2 separate regions of the Bos taurus genome follow, and region 2 is linked to region 1. The links are chromatin contacts, called in public Hi-C maps. All regions are on one chromosome and are shown on one strand. Each heading gives the region's core, a stretch centred on a gene start, on an enhancer-like site or on the middle of the called end of the contact. The rest is flanking DNA. Distances are from core to core; before and after follow the strand shown. Region 1 has its middle 140 kb from the start of ANKH. Region 2 overlaps ANKH (ANKH inorganic pyrophosphate transport regulator).

Region 1 (6,984 bases), core at 3,009-5,508:
AAATATACATATATGCACATACACATACATACATGAAGGTATATACATACATATATACGTACATATCTATGTGTGTGTGTATATATGTATATATATATGACAGTCACTATTCTAAACTTGGTTTAGTAAAAGTGAATTTTCCCAGTTTAGTATGAAGTAAGTGAAGCAGAAAAAATTACTGGCATGTGTGGAGTATACTTTCTACGAGGAAAAAAGTAGTTAGTAAGAAAAGCAGAAATGCAACATAATGTATGGGGAAGAAATACAGATTTTGGATGCAATTTTTTTCATGGTGATGAGGGAAAGTATTTCCAGAAAAAGGTGGTTTTCATAAAGAGCTGAAGGAATGTCCTTGAATAGATGAGAGGTTGTGGTAAGTGGTAGATGAATAGAGAGTTTGGCCATTGCTAGGAACCAAGGTGGATTATCCACAGTATCTGAATAAACTATCTGTACCAGACCACCTTACCTGCCTCCTGTGAAATCTGTGTGCAAGTCAAGAAGCAACAGTTAGAACTGGATATGGAACAACAGATTGGTTCAAAATTGGGAAAGGAGTACATCAAGGCTGTATATTGCAACCCTGCTTATTTAATTTGTATGCCAAATACATCATGCAAAATGCCAGGCTGGATGAAACACAAGCTGGAATCAAGATTGCCAAGAGAAATAACAATGACCTCAGATACGAAGATGATACCACCCTTATTGCAGCAAGTGAAGAGGAACTAAAAAGCCTCTTGATGAAAGTGAAAGAGGAGAGTGAAAAAGCTGGCTTAAAACTCAATATTTAAAAAACTAGGGTTGTGGCATCCGGTCCCATCACTTCATGGCAAATAAATGGGGAAACAATGGAAATAGTGACTGACTTTATTTTGGGGGGCTCCAAAATCACTGCAGATGGTGACTACAACCATGAAATAAAAGATGCTTGCTCCTTGGAAAAAAAGCTGTGACCAACTTAGCATGTTAAAAAGCAGAGACATTACTTTGCCGACAAAGGTAAGTCTTTGGAACTGTGGTGTTGGAGAAGATTTTTTAGAGTCCCATGGACTGCAAAGAGATCCAATCAGTCAGCCCTAAAGGAAATCAGTCCTTCCAAATATTCATTGGAAAGACTGATGCTGAAGCTGAAGCTCCAATACTTTGGCCACCTGATGTGAACAACTGACTCATTGGAAAAGACCCTGATTCTGGGAAAAATTGAGGGCAGGAGGAGAAGGGAACGGCAGAGGATGAGATGGTTGCATGACATCACTGGCTCAATAGACATGAGTTTGAACAAGCTCCAGGAGCTGATGATGGACAGGGAAGCCTGGCGTGCTGCAATCCATGGGATTGCAAAGAGTTGGACATGACTGAGCGACTGAACTGAACTGAGAAAACAGTATGGAATTTTCTCCAGAAAATATATGTGGAAGCCTATGATCCAGTGATCCTATATCAGGTATATACCCAAAAGAATTAAAATCAGAATCTCAAAGAGATATCTGGACTCCCAGGTTCACTGCAAGTTTATTCCCTGTAACTAAGATGTGGGAACAGCCTAAGTGTCCATTGATGGATGAATGGATAAAGGAAAGGTGATAGATACACACAGATAAATATTACTCAGGCTTAAAAAATGGAAATCCTGCCATTTAAGACAACATAGATGTACCTGGAGGACATTATGTTAGTGAAATAAACCCATCACAGAAGGACAAATGCTGCCTGATTCCACTTAGATATTGAAAACGATCAGCTCATAGAGACAGGATAAAATGGTGGTGGGGGAGAAGCTTGCAAGGAGAATGGGGAATTTTGTTCAACAGGTATAAAGCTTTGGTTACACAAGATGAACAAGTTCTAGAGATCTGCTGTACCATGTGAATTGTATGGATAACAGGACTGTGTTGTCCGCTTGGAAACTTGTTGAGAGGGTAGATCTCATGTTAAGTGTTCTAGACACAGAGAAGGGGTGGGGGCTGGGAGGAGGAGTGCAGGAGAAAACTTTTGGAAGAGATGGTTTCACAGGTATATGTATACCTCCAAAGTCATCTAATTGTGTATACTGAAAGGAAGTCTTCTTAAAGGGAAGACAAAATTACTGAGGGATTTTATACATCCCTAGCTTGTGGTTTGGGTATATATTTGAGGAACAATGTTGCCCTCTGGTGTTCAAGCCGTTTTGTTTTGTTTTCATGCTAGAGAGGTGGCAAGGGCTTCCCTGGGGTCTCAGACAATAAAATGTCTGCCTGCAATGTGGGAGACCCAGGTTCGGTCCCTGGGGTCGTGAAGATCCCCCGAAGAAGGGAATGGCAATCCACTCCAGTATTCTTGCCTGGAGAATCCCATGGATAGAGGATCCTGGCAGCTGCAGTCTATGGGATCACAAAGAGTTGGACACGACGAGCGACTAACAGAGAGGTGGCAAAGGGTGCAAGTGTGACTGCGAAGACACAGCAACCTTGTTCATTCACGTCTCTGTGGCATTTTTGATCAAAGTTTTTAACTTGAATAAAGATGAAAATATTACTCATGTTTTCTCTTGCTTACTTGAAATAGTCCATAAATTGGAAGAAACCTGGAAAATTTCAGTGTGCACAATGGCGTAAAGCTTGCATAGTCCAGAGCAGACTGTGCTATGGAGTCTCAGTTCATCCAAGGTCCAGGGACAGCCACACAGTTCACCTAGTTTCCAGGCATTTCTAAAATGTTCAGAGTCTCCCTTAGCCTGATTCGGTAGGTATATGATATGTACACACGTGTGCACTTACGTACACACACACACGACAAAATTTTATACTCAGTATGTGTAACTTGGAGTTTTTAAAAGCTTTGTTTGTTTTCTTTTTACTGGCATATAACTGCTTCACAATGTTGTGTTAGTTTCTGCTGTACAACAAAGTGAATCGGCTATATGTATACACCCATCCCCTCCCTCTTGAGCCTCCCTCCCACCCCACCCGTCTAGGTCTTTACAGAGCACCGAGAGGAGCGCCTTGCACTCTATAGCAGCTCCCTCTAGCTACCTATTTTGCACATGTTAGTGTATATACATCAATCCTAACCGCCCAGTTTGTCCCACCCTCCCCCTCCCCTACTGTATCCACATGTTTGTGGAATTTTATCGAAACCATTCTTTCAAAACAGAGATCTTAAACTAAAGTATTTTTAAACCTCACCCCTTTCCTCTTGCTCTGAGTAATGATCAGATAAATTTTTGTTTTGAACTCACAAGGATGCTGTCTTTTGGGAAAACAAAGTCAAGAGAATGAAATCAGGATAGTAATGCTATTTTTCCCTTTATAAATGGAGAGAAAAGACATACGAATTAAAAAAAAAAAAAGACAACATACAGTTAGTGTTGGTTGGTAGTATATGCCTCCCCTTGCCTCATTTAAAAAGTTTCTCTAGAAGTTGGGAACATCCAGGGCCTCTTTGGACTGTGAGAAATTGTGTAACACAAAATGGACACTACAGACAGGCAGACACCCCTGGGTGAGTCTGGGACTCGCTAGTTCTCCCTGAGATGTATCTAACCTCTCTGAGTCTCAATTTCCGCAAAATGGGAACAGTAATCCATCTCCCAGAGATATAACATTAAATGGGATAAAGTATGTGAAAGCGCTTAGAACAGTAAACAGCATGAACAAAGGAGAACGCGACATAAAAAACGCATCACAGATTCTTTACAATACTGAGTTTTGCTATCAAGTAAAATAAGGTCCTCCAGAACCAAATTAGAAAGACTTTTGCCTTGGGAATCATTTTCAGCAATGATACATTAGTATACAGTCTAAATCCCAAAGCAAATTCTATAAGCCAAACTGTCAAGCCCTCTGTCTCTTGCGGGCAAAGCAGTCATAAGTTTGTTCTTTGTACTGTGCCTCTGATTCTTCTCTCTTCCTTCCAAAATTGCCTTGAAGCTATTGCCAAAGTTGTGAATCATTAATAAAATCCAGGGTGAACCCTTCTGTAAGAGTAAATCTCCTCTTCCCGTAAATGTTATTGCTAAAAGGACTATTTAGAAATTTCTTTTGCCTGTTCATTTGCAACAATCTTAATCAATTGTTTGAGATTATCTTCCTGTCAAAACTGGTCTCCTGTCTTGACTGTTTTTATTATTCTGGGTGGACTTTGGACTAAACTTTCCTTTAACTAAAAATTTTCTTTGAGTATGATCTTCAGTCAATGTGGGACAGGACTCTAGGGTATCAGCCTGATCTGATGTAATGGATCTCTCCCCAACAGCCTCCATTCTTGGAACTCATGAGAATTCCAGCACGTGAGGGATGAGATTGGAAATCACCCTTCTCAGCAACCACCAACCTCAGACTCCATAGCTCAGGACTCTTTCAATCCAAAGTTACAGGAGACCAACATAAATTCATTTAAGCAGCAAAGATAATTTATTGGTTTGATAGATATAAGAGTCTATAGTAGACATCCTCTTGGAATATCTCAAAATATACTCTCAGGATTTTCTCTGGGGCTTCGCAATTTGTTTTAGGAGAGTCATACAGAGTATACTTTTCAGAATTTGTCTTCATTAGGATGCTTCAAGGTTCAGTCTCCAGGAGAGCTGTGAACCTCCTGTTGGGTCCCTTCTAGCTTTGTACCTGAACAGTTCATCTCCCAGAAATCCCGTGAACACTGATCACTGTCTGGGGGGGGGGAGGGATCTTTAGATTTTGAATGTCCTAGGTAAGGCTGGCTACATAATCTGCTGGGCTCAGTGCTAAGTGAAAATGCAGAATCTCCTTTTCAAAAAATAGGAGAAAGCACCATTGTAGTATTAATACTAAAATATAAACCTCTTCCTCTTCTGTGGTTTCTCTCCACTTTTCATGGTGTTTAAAATTTTCTATTTAATGTCATGCTCTGTTGAGCGTGGGGATACTGACTAGGAGAGACTGGGCCTTCAAAGGTGCCGACGTCCCTCGTACATTCTGTAAGGCAAGTGGGAAATGAAATACATTTATCAACCATTTTGACATTACCTTTTACTGACATTCCACTTTGTTTTCCGGCAGAGGTTTTCTGTGTGTTTTCTCAACCATATTGCTGAGTCATTTGATATATAGTTTCAAAGTCACACCAGTAGGTTCTCAAAAACGTCATGTCTTGTTTCCTTAGATTCTCTTTTGATCTTATTTGACCTGGCCTATTGAAGAGTGTTTTTATCATTGTTTAATTAAAAAACTTCTTACTCATTATTCTTGGTCAGGGCTTTGGAGATGAAGGACAGGAGAGAGGAATTATTTCTGTGTTTTGGGCCAGTATTGCCATTTCTCAGCAACACTGAGTTCCAGACAAATGATGTGATGATCTACTAGCTTTCCCATTTTCGAGGCCAGTACCTTGTATTAAATGTCTTGCTATATCTAAATTTTGAGATTTCAAGCACTGAGTTGAGTGTTTGTAGGTCTGCTGTGAGTTTCCAATCTCTGAAGAAAACAACAGCAACAAAAAAAGCAAAAACATCAAAGCACCTTTTCCATACTCACTTGAAGGACAGTGTAATAATTTGAGCATTTTTCTTTATGAGTGGACTCAAACCCAGGCCTACAGAGTGGAGTTGAAGGGATGAGACAAGTTAGATCTCTGTCTACTATTTGCCTGGTGTCAGGATGACTCAGATGGCTCGTAGTCTTAAAATCGGTAACTAAAGAGAACCTTCTGTAGAGCTCAGGGAACCCTACTCAGTGCTCCGTGTTGACCTAAATGGGAAGGAAACTCAGAAAAGAGGGGATACATGTATAAATACGGATGATTCACTTTGTTGTACAGAAACATCACAACACTGTAAAACAACTATACTCCAATAAAAAATAAAAATAGCTCGTTTTTAATTAATTAATTTATTTTAATTGGAGGCTAATTACTTTACAAACTGTGGTGGTTTTTGCCATACATCGACATGAATTAGCCACAGGTGTACATGTGTCCCCCACCCCAAACCCCTCTCCTGCCTCCCTCCCCATCCCATCCCTCTGGGATGTTCCAGTGTGTCAGCTTTGAGCGGCCTGTTTCATGCTGCTCAACTTGGATTGGTGATCTGTTTCACATATGGTAATTACTTGTTTCAATGCTATTCTCTCAAATCACCCCACTCTTGCATTCTCCAACAGAGTCCAAAAGTCTATTCTTTATATCTATGTCTCTTTTGCTGTCTCGCATATAGGATCATCATTACCATCTTTCTAAATTCCATATATATGCATTCATATACTGTATTGGTGTTTTTCTTTCTGACTTACTTCACTCTGTATAATAGGCTCCAGTTTCATCCACCTTGTTAGAACTGATTCAAATGTATTCTTTTTAATGGCTGAGTAATACTCCATTGTGTATATGTACCACAGCTTTCTTATCCATTCATCTGCTGATGGACATCTAGGTTGCTTCCATGTCCTGGCTATTGTAAACAGTGCTGCAGTGTACATTGTCTCTTTCAATTCTGGTTTCCTTTGTGTATATGCCCAGCTGTGGGCTTGCTGTGTTGTATGGTAGTTCTATTTTCAGTTTTTTAAAGGATCTCCACACAGTTCTCCATAGTGGCTGTACTAGTTTGCATTCCCACCAACAGTGTAAGAGGGTTCCCTTTACTCCACACCCTCTCCAGCATTTATTGTTTGTAGACTTTTTGATAGCAGCCATTTTGACCAGCATGAGGTGGTACCTCATTGTTGATTTGATTTGCATTTCTCTGATAGTGAGTGAAGTAAAAATAGCTCATATTTTTGCCCAAAAAGAATTCCACTCCGTTTTGAGCCTAGACTTCTACTATTCAGTTCACAATTGCATGCATATGTTTATATCTCTGAAAGTTCCTCATGTACCGATAAATCCTCTTGCAAAAGGACAGTTTTAACCTACTTTTGTCCTAAGCTCTCATATAATCTCATGCTGAAGACGGATTTTTAAAAAAATAGATTTTATAAGGCCTTTGTGGAAAAATTGCATGTACATTTCATCACCTAACCCTCTTATAATCAC
Region 2 (6,984 bases), core at 1,824-4,323, 290 kb before region 1:
CCTTCTCCAGATACTAAGTGAAAGATGTCAGAAGGAGAAAGACAAATACCATATGATATCACTTATATGTGGAATCTAAAATACGACACACATGAACTTATCTAGGAAACAAACAGGTTCACAGATGCAGAGAACCGACCCGAGGGGCGGAGAAGGGGTGGAGAAGGGATGGATTGGGGGTGTGGGATTAGCAGATGTGAACTATTATATATAAAATGAATAAACTACAGGGTGCTACTACTGTATAGCACAAGGAACTACATTTAATATCCTGTAATAAACCACAATGGAAAAGAATGTGAAAATGTCTGTGTATATATATACATATATATATATATATAAAATGACTGAATTGTTCTGCTATACATCAAAAATTAGCACAACATTGTAAATCAACTATCCCTCAATAAAATAAATGTAAAAAAAAGAATGCACGTGTGGGTTTGTACTGTCATGCTATTACAAGGTAGGGATTTGGGGAACAGTCTCAACTGTTTTTATCTCCCCTGAACAAAACAACCGATCCCTCAAGTCTACAACTAATGATGACTTAAAAAGTGAATGCTGGACTTCTGAAGATTTGGAGAGAAGCGTGAAGGCAGGCAGAGGTGGAGTTCAGGGGAAAAACACTAACTCTTATCAGTAACTTACTGTAAGCCAAGAGGTTTCCTTTACTGTTGTTCAGTCAGTAAGTCGTGTCCGACTCTTTGTGACCCCATGAACTGCAGCATGCCAGGCTCTTCTGTCCTCCACCATCTCCTGCTGCTAAGTCACATCAGTTGTGTCCGACTCTGTGCGACCCCACAGATGGCAGCCCACCAGGCTCCTCTGTCCCTGGGATTCTCCAGGCAAGAATACTGGAGTGGGTTGCCATTTCCTTCTCCTAGATTTGCTCAAATTCAGGTCCGTTGAGTTGGTGATGCTATCCCACCATCTCATCCTCTGCTGCCCCTTCTCTTTCACCTTCAATCTTTCCCAACATCAGGCTCTTTTCCAATGATGTCATTTAACCCTTATCCCAACCCCAGGATCGTGGCATTGTGGAGTGGGGCCAGGAGTTCGACCCTGGCCGTGGGGACTCAGAAGGCTTGCTCCCCCATGTTTCTGGGGTGTCTGAAGGCGCTCACCTGGCCAGTGGCACCCAGTACCCACAGACTGAGAGGAGCACCAAATGAGAAAGTCTTAGCTTCAGCACCTTGGGTGCTTTTCGTCCCTACCCCACCCCGTCCCCATCCACAAAAAGCCCTTCTCTTCTCCTGGATAATCTGAACAATGAGAAAGCAGTCTCGGGGTGCGGGGGTGGGGCGGCCAGCAGAAACAAAGCCGCAAACAGGCCGTCCTTGTTGGCGACAGACAGGACCAGCATGGTACCACGACTGGAATAAGGCTCATAGTGTTCACCACCCCGGCGGCCGAGGGACAGCTCGTGGGTCCAGTGCAGCCACAGGAGTGAGCCTGGGTCACACTCAAGAACTGACCTTTTTTTTGGTGTTTGAAGATTTTTTGATGTGGCTCATTTTTGAAGCCTTCATTGAATTTGCTATAATATTGCTTCTCTTCAGGTTTTGCTTTTTGGCCCTGAAACATGTGGAATCTTCGCTTCCTGACCAGGGATCTAACTGGTATCCCCTGCATTGGAAGGCGAAGTCTTAGCCACTGAACCACCAAGGAAGTCCTGAACTGATCTTTTAACTCTGAGCACAGGAGGTCGTCCTATGGGATGGTGGCTTTTGCCCTTCCTTGGCTCAGATTTCGCACCTTTCCAGCACCTATGAGAAGGACTCAGGGCTGAATGCTTGGCTGAAATGCAGCTCTGACTAGAGGGATGCAGCTAAGAGAAGGGGATTCTTGCTGTGCTTGTTGGATGCTGACACGTGTGGGTGCAGACACATCCTGTCCTGTGAAGCAGCAGCAGAGAAGCAACGTGCAGACCAGAGCACGTGGGACTGTCCATTGTACTTGTTGTTGTTCAGTCGCTTGGTCGTGTCTGACTCTTTGCGACCCCATGGACTTCTGCACGCCAGGCTTCCCTGTCCTTCACCATCTCCTGGAACCTGCTCAAACTCATGTCCATTGAGTTGGTGATGCCATCCAACCGTCTCGTCCTCTGTTGTCCCCTTCCCCTCCTGCCTTCAATCTTTCCCAGCATCAGGGTCTTTTCCAGTGAGTCGGCTCTTTGCATCATGTGGCCGAAGTATTGGAGCTTCAGTTTCAATACAATATGGACAGGGAAATAGTGGGGCTCATCTCGAACTGCAAGATGCAAAACTGCTCCTTTTTTAAAAACTCTTTTACACTGGAGTAGAGCTGCTTTATACTGTTGTGTTAGTTTCTGCTGTACAGCAAAGTGAATCAGCTCTATAATCCCCTTTTTGGATTTTCCTTCCCATTTAGGTCACCATGGAGCACTGAGTAGAAAAACTGATCCTTACGTGATGAAAAAGTCCCCTAGCTGGGGGAAACTGAGGCTGTGACAGGCAGGGCTGGATGAGCCTCCAGGCCTGTGACCGGTAGGCCGGGCATTTTCTGGTGTTTTCCACTGGCAGCCGACCTTAGCTCAGCTGTGCAGGCCTCGCAGGGAGCAGGTGGCCGGAGCTGGCCTGGCGGGATTAGAGGCACTATAAATACTACCACCGTCAGTGAGCTCGCTGCCTTTCAAAGGCAGTAGCCACGTGGGAGGTGGGGCAGAGGGGACACGGCAGAGTGGAGCCGTCTGCATCTGTGGGATTTGTGCTTCCTGAGGACTCACCTGTGTGAACAGCAGAAGCAGCATTTCAAGATTAGCTGAACCTCCCCACAAGGGACTAGCTCAGTGTGTCCCAGAGGAAGATGCTGATGCAGTGGATTTTTTTGACTGCTTCCTTCTCTGATGGAAAGCTTTTTTGCTTTCTTTCCCTCAGGGAGGGTCCCTCTGGGGCCCTGAAGTTCTGAAGCTTTAGGACACAAATGTTTTAAAGGTCAAACCTCAGCCCTTTAAATTCTACGGTGGCCACCATCCTCTGGACGACATGTGATTTCCATGCTGGCCTTGGCAAGATGAGACAGGTACCTAATGGTGTTGCAATTCCAAGCTCGATTTCTACAGAGCACATGCTCACCTCCTCCCTCTCCAGCAACCTTCCAGCTAACCCCTCCCCGACAAGGCTGAGCTTGGGAGGCCGGGGATCGTGGCCATCAGGGAGGGGACGGCCACTCATGTGGGAGTGATCACGTCCTGTTAAGTTCACAATAACCAGGGAAATTGAAAAAAATGAAATAAAGAGATTTCAAAATTTGTGAGAAACAGGCAAGGAAGATCAAATAAAACCAAATTTTCTGAAAGGAGCTGGAATGCTCTCGAAAGAGAAATTCCTGCCCACCCGCCACAACTAGAAAGGAGAATGGGTGGTCCCCAGGCTGCTTTTGGTGGGGAGGGAACGTGCCAGGCGAGGAGGAGGTATCTGCCATCTCCCTGCCTTCGTCTGCCAGCTCGCAGGCTCTCTCTTCCCCAGTTCCTGGGAGGTGAGCCCAGATGAAGTCTACGAACTACCACCTCCAAGGGCATGCAATCTCATGGACGAATAAAGTCAGGAGGGTGAAGCCCAGATGGGTGCAAGTGCTGAGATCCAGAAAAGAGCTTTAAACAAATATGTTCAAGGTACGAAAAAGAATGGGAAAGAACCACTAGGGTCCAAGGATACACTCCAAGCCCCCTTGCTCTGAGTTTGCCGTTTCCATGAAGGAGGGTCACCTTAAAACAGGTGAGCAAACATGGTTAAAAGAGATTTGAAGACTAAAAGTAATGAGAGGCAGCGAAGAATTTTGTCTGTGCAAGTCCCAGATTGCTAACAGCATCTGTACTGAAAACGCTCGTAGACGTGGCAGAAAAAGTGATTGCAGAGATTCTAGGAGCTCAAGGTGGGCAAATCCCCTGAAGATGGATTTGAGAAGGGGCCAGCCCCTGACCACCATGGGAATATGGACAACTGGGTCTTACCAGCTCTTGTGTTTTCCCTTCTAACAGTGCTACGCGGCTAAATGAAAAAGCCCACGTAGCCTTAGGCTGCATTGATGAGAATTATAAAGTCAAAACCAGACCAATTTACTCCATTAGCTCAGGTCAGACCTGATTTCGAGTTTGTGCTCCATGTTCTCAGAGGAGAACCAACAGGCACAATTCAAAGAGCAGAACCAAAACACCTCAGGATCTGGAAGTCAGGCTGTTAAAAGGGATCGAAATGGGCTTTGGCTATTTGAAAGGCTGCCACGTGGAAGGTGGATTAGATGGACTCTGTGGCAAAGGGTCGGCTTCCCCAGTGGCTCAGCAGGTAAAGAATCTGCCTGCAAGGCAGGAGCCATAAGAGACGCAGGTTCGACCCCTGAGCTGGCAAGCTCCCCTGGAGAAGGAAATGGCAACCCACTCCAGTATCCTTGCCTGGAGAATCCCATGGACAGAGGAGCCTGGTGGGCTACAGTCCACGGGGTTGCACAGAGTTGGACACAACTGAGTGACTGAGCATGCAGGCACGTGGCAAAGGACAGAGAGACGAGGATGACGCCCCATCAGCCCTTTATCTGGGGGGCGTTACGTCACCACCTCCTCCCTGCCTCCCAGGTAGCCGAGTTCTAATTACTTCTACAGTTTTGATTCTACAGGGACCTACTGGTTTCCGCAGCTATCAGTTTGTTATTATGACAGTGCGCTTTATACGTGTATTCGGTCAAAAAATAATTACTGGGCACCTGTCCCATGCCAGGCGCTACAGGCATATATTGGATTAATAAGTTTGTTCAGGGTTTTCCATCCAACATTATGGAAAAACCTGACCGAACTTTTTGGCTAACTCGACCCAACGGCGAACACGGCAGAGGTGTTGCCAGCCTCACGGAGTCCCCGTGACTCCAGAGCGCGGTGTCATGATGGGGAGTTTGGGGACAGCAGCGGCCACAGGGTGCGGGAAGCCGGCTGACCACATCCAGTCCCGGTCCCAGGTGCTGGACGAGGAGGTGGAAAGGGTTTCAGACTAAAGGGATGACGCGGGCAGAAGCTTGGGCGAGAGAACACACGAAGCGACCCTTCAGTCCCAAGAGCTCTGTGCGGCTGGAGTGGGGAGCAGGACACTGAGATGGGCCTGGCACTGTGTTTCAGGCCCAGGTTTACATTGGTACCAGGGATCCAGTGGAGGGGCCGTATGCCGTCCGCTCCATGAGGACTGGTTTGGACGCGATGTGCGTGGACCCCCGCCCCGGGAGCTGTGGTCCCAGAGGAGGGGGAGCTATATGAGTAGAAACAGGGATGCGCTTAGTTGCTCAGTCATGTCCGACTCTTTGCGACCCCACAGACCGTAGCCTACCAGGCTCCTCTGTCTATGGGGATTCTCCAGGCAAGAACACTGGAGTGGGTTGCCATGCCCTCCTTCAGGGGATCTTCTCAACCCAGGGATTGAACCCAGGTCTCCCTCATTGCAGGCAGATTCTTTACCAGCTGAGCCACCAGGGAAGCCCAAGAATGCTGGAGTGGGTAGCCTATCCCTTCTCCAGGGGATCTTCCAACCAGGGTCTCCTGCATCACAGGTGGATTCTTTACCAGCTGGGCTATCAGGGAAGCCCAGAAAGAGGGATATGAGGTCGCGAATGGAGAAGAGGGAGGTCCCATGGGTGTTTAGGAAGCCAAGACAGGGCTCTGCACCCGAGTGGACCTCAGGGTGAGGAAGACGGCCAAGCTAGGGAGGAGCCCAGGCTTCCGGTTCTGCCAACTCCAGGCAGAAGTCCATGCTGGTTACTGAAACAGGGTAATGGAGAGGAGAAAGAGTGCCAGCCATAAGCACCCTCTGGGACAGGATGGGCTGGCGCCCGAGGGAATAATAGCACATCTCCACAAAGGAGGCAGTTAGTGTTTGGGTGAGAAGCTCGGGAGACAGATGCGAGGCAAAGATGCTGCTTCAGGAAATCAGCCAGATGGGCAACCAGAGTCACATTCTACAGAAGGAAGGCTGAGGAGGGAGGTCACTCGGACAGAAGGAGGTGCCCACCTGCAGTGAGGAAGAGGGATGTTCCAGCCAGAAGCCTGTGAAGGGATACTCGAAAAGAAAGTGAAAGTGAAGTCGCTCAGTCTGTCTGACTCTTTGCGACCCCGTGGATTGTAGCCCATGGAATTTTCCAGGCAAGAGAACTGGAGTGGGTGGCCATTTCCTTCTCCAGAGGATCTTCCTGACCCAGGGATAAAACCCGGGTCTCCCGCATTGCAGGCAGAGGCTTTACCTCTGAGCCACCAGGGAAGATACTCAGAAAGGAAGACAGCAAAGCAGCTGAGCTGAGAGCCACCGAAGCCACAGGAGATGAGCCTAGGTTGTGGACGATGGCCGCCCCAGACACGGGGACGTGAGAAGAGGACAGTGTCCATGGGAGCTGCGGCCTGAGCGCACGGGGACTGGGGCCAGCTCTCTAGGGGGACAGTGGCAAACGGGGGCAGGAATGCAGCAGAGGGACGATCTTGGAAGGAACAGGTGTCCCTCGCTCCAGAAGGAGGAGGCAGGTGGGCTTCGGTGGGGACTGCAGATGGCCCAGGTGGGGAGCACAGATGGGGGCCTGCAGCAGTGGGAAGCGTGGGCGAGAGGTGCTTTTGCATAATTCTCTTGAGGAGCTTGGATGCCACGGAGTGGAGAAATGTAGGAGTCTGCTGGATAAAGGTTTTCATGTTTTCTTTAAGTTTTTTCCAAAAGTTGGGAGCCTTGAGCATATTTAAACACTGATACGAAGGAGCGATTTGGGAGAGGTTGACATCGGAGAGAGGGAGACACTGAGACAGAGTCCCTGACCAGAAAGAATGGATGAGATTGTGCAGGTGGGCACACACGGAGGTGCCACTCAGATGGGGGGTGGGGGAGTGTGGTTCACGCCTCCACGGCTGCAAACACACAGGGGCCCTGGGCCTCGGGGCATGCTGATTACTCTAAGTGTGACCCCTCAATCCAAAGTGGCATCTCCCTCCTCTTTGCCTTTACT

Evidence for each region. Hi-C and Micro-C count contacts between places; a contact is called where the count stands out from the background.
Region 2: a Hi-C map of liver shows a contact between it and region 1, with 2.9 times the contacts expected there. The contact joins two enhancer-like sites. A contact is called at or near these places in 2 of 11 Hi-C or Micro-C datasets (blastocyst and liver).

What each region holds. Positions count from the first base shown.
Region 1 is chr20:58,163,020-58,170,003 of ARS-UCD2.0, reverse strand. No RefSeq gene overlaps it. Among named protein-coding and RNA genes, the nearest start is that of ANKH, 140 kb to the left of the region's middle. Within about 2 kb of position 4,258, at least 4 of the 102 cell types and tissues checked have an H3K27ac peak or open chromatin away from gene starts, as enhancers often do. A contact at or near this core is called in liver, where this site is marked.
Region 2 is chr20:58,454,765-58,461,748 of ARS-UCD2.0, reverse strand. The region is part of intron 8 of ANKH (ANKH inorganic pyrophosphate transport regulator); the gene reads right to left. Among named protein-coding and RNA genes, the nearest start is that of OTULIN, 68 kb to the left of the region's middle. Within about 2 kb of position 3,073, at least 7 of the 102 cell types and tissues checked have an H3K27ac peak or open chromatin away from gene starts, as enhancers often do. A contact at or near this core is called in liver, where this site is marked.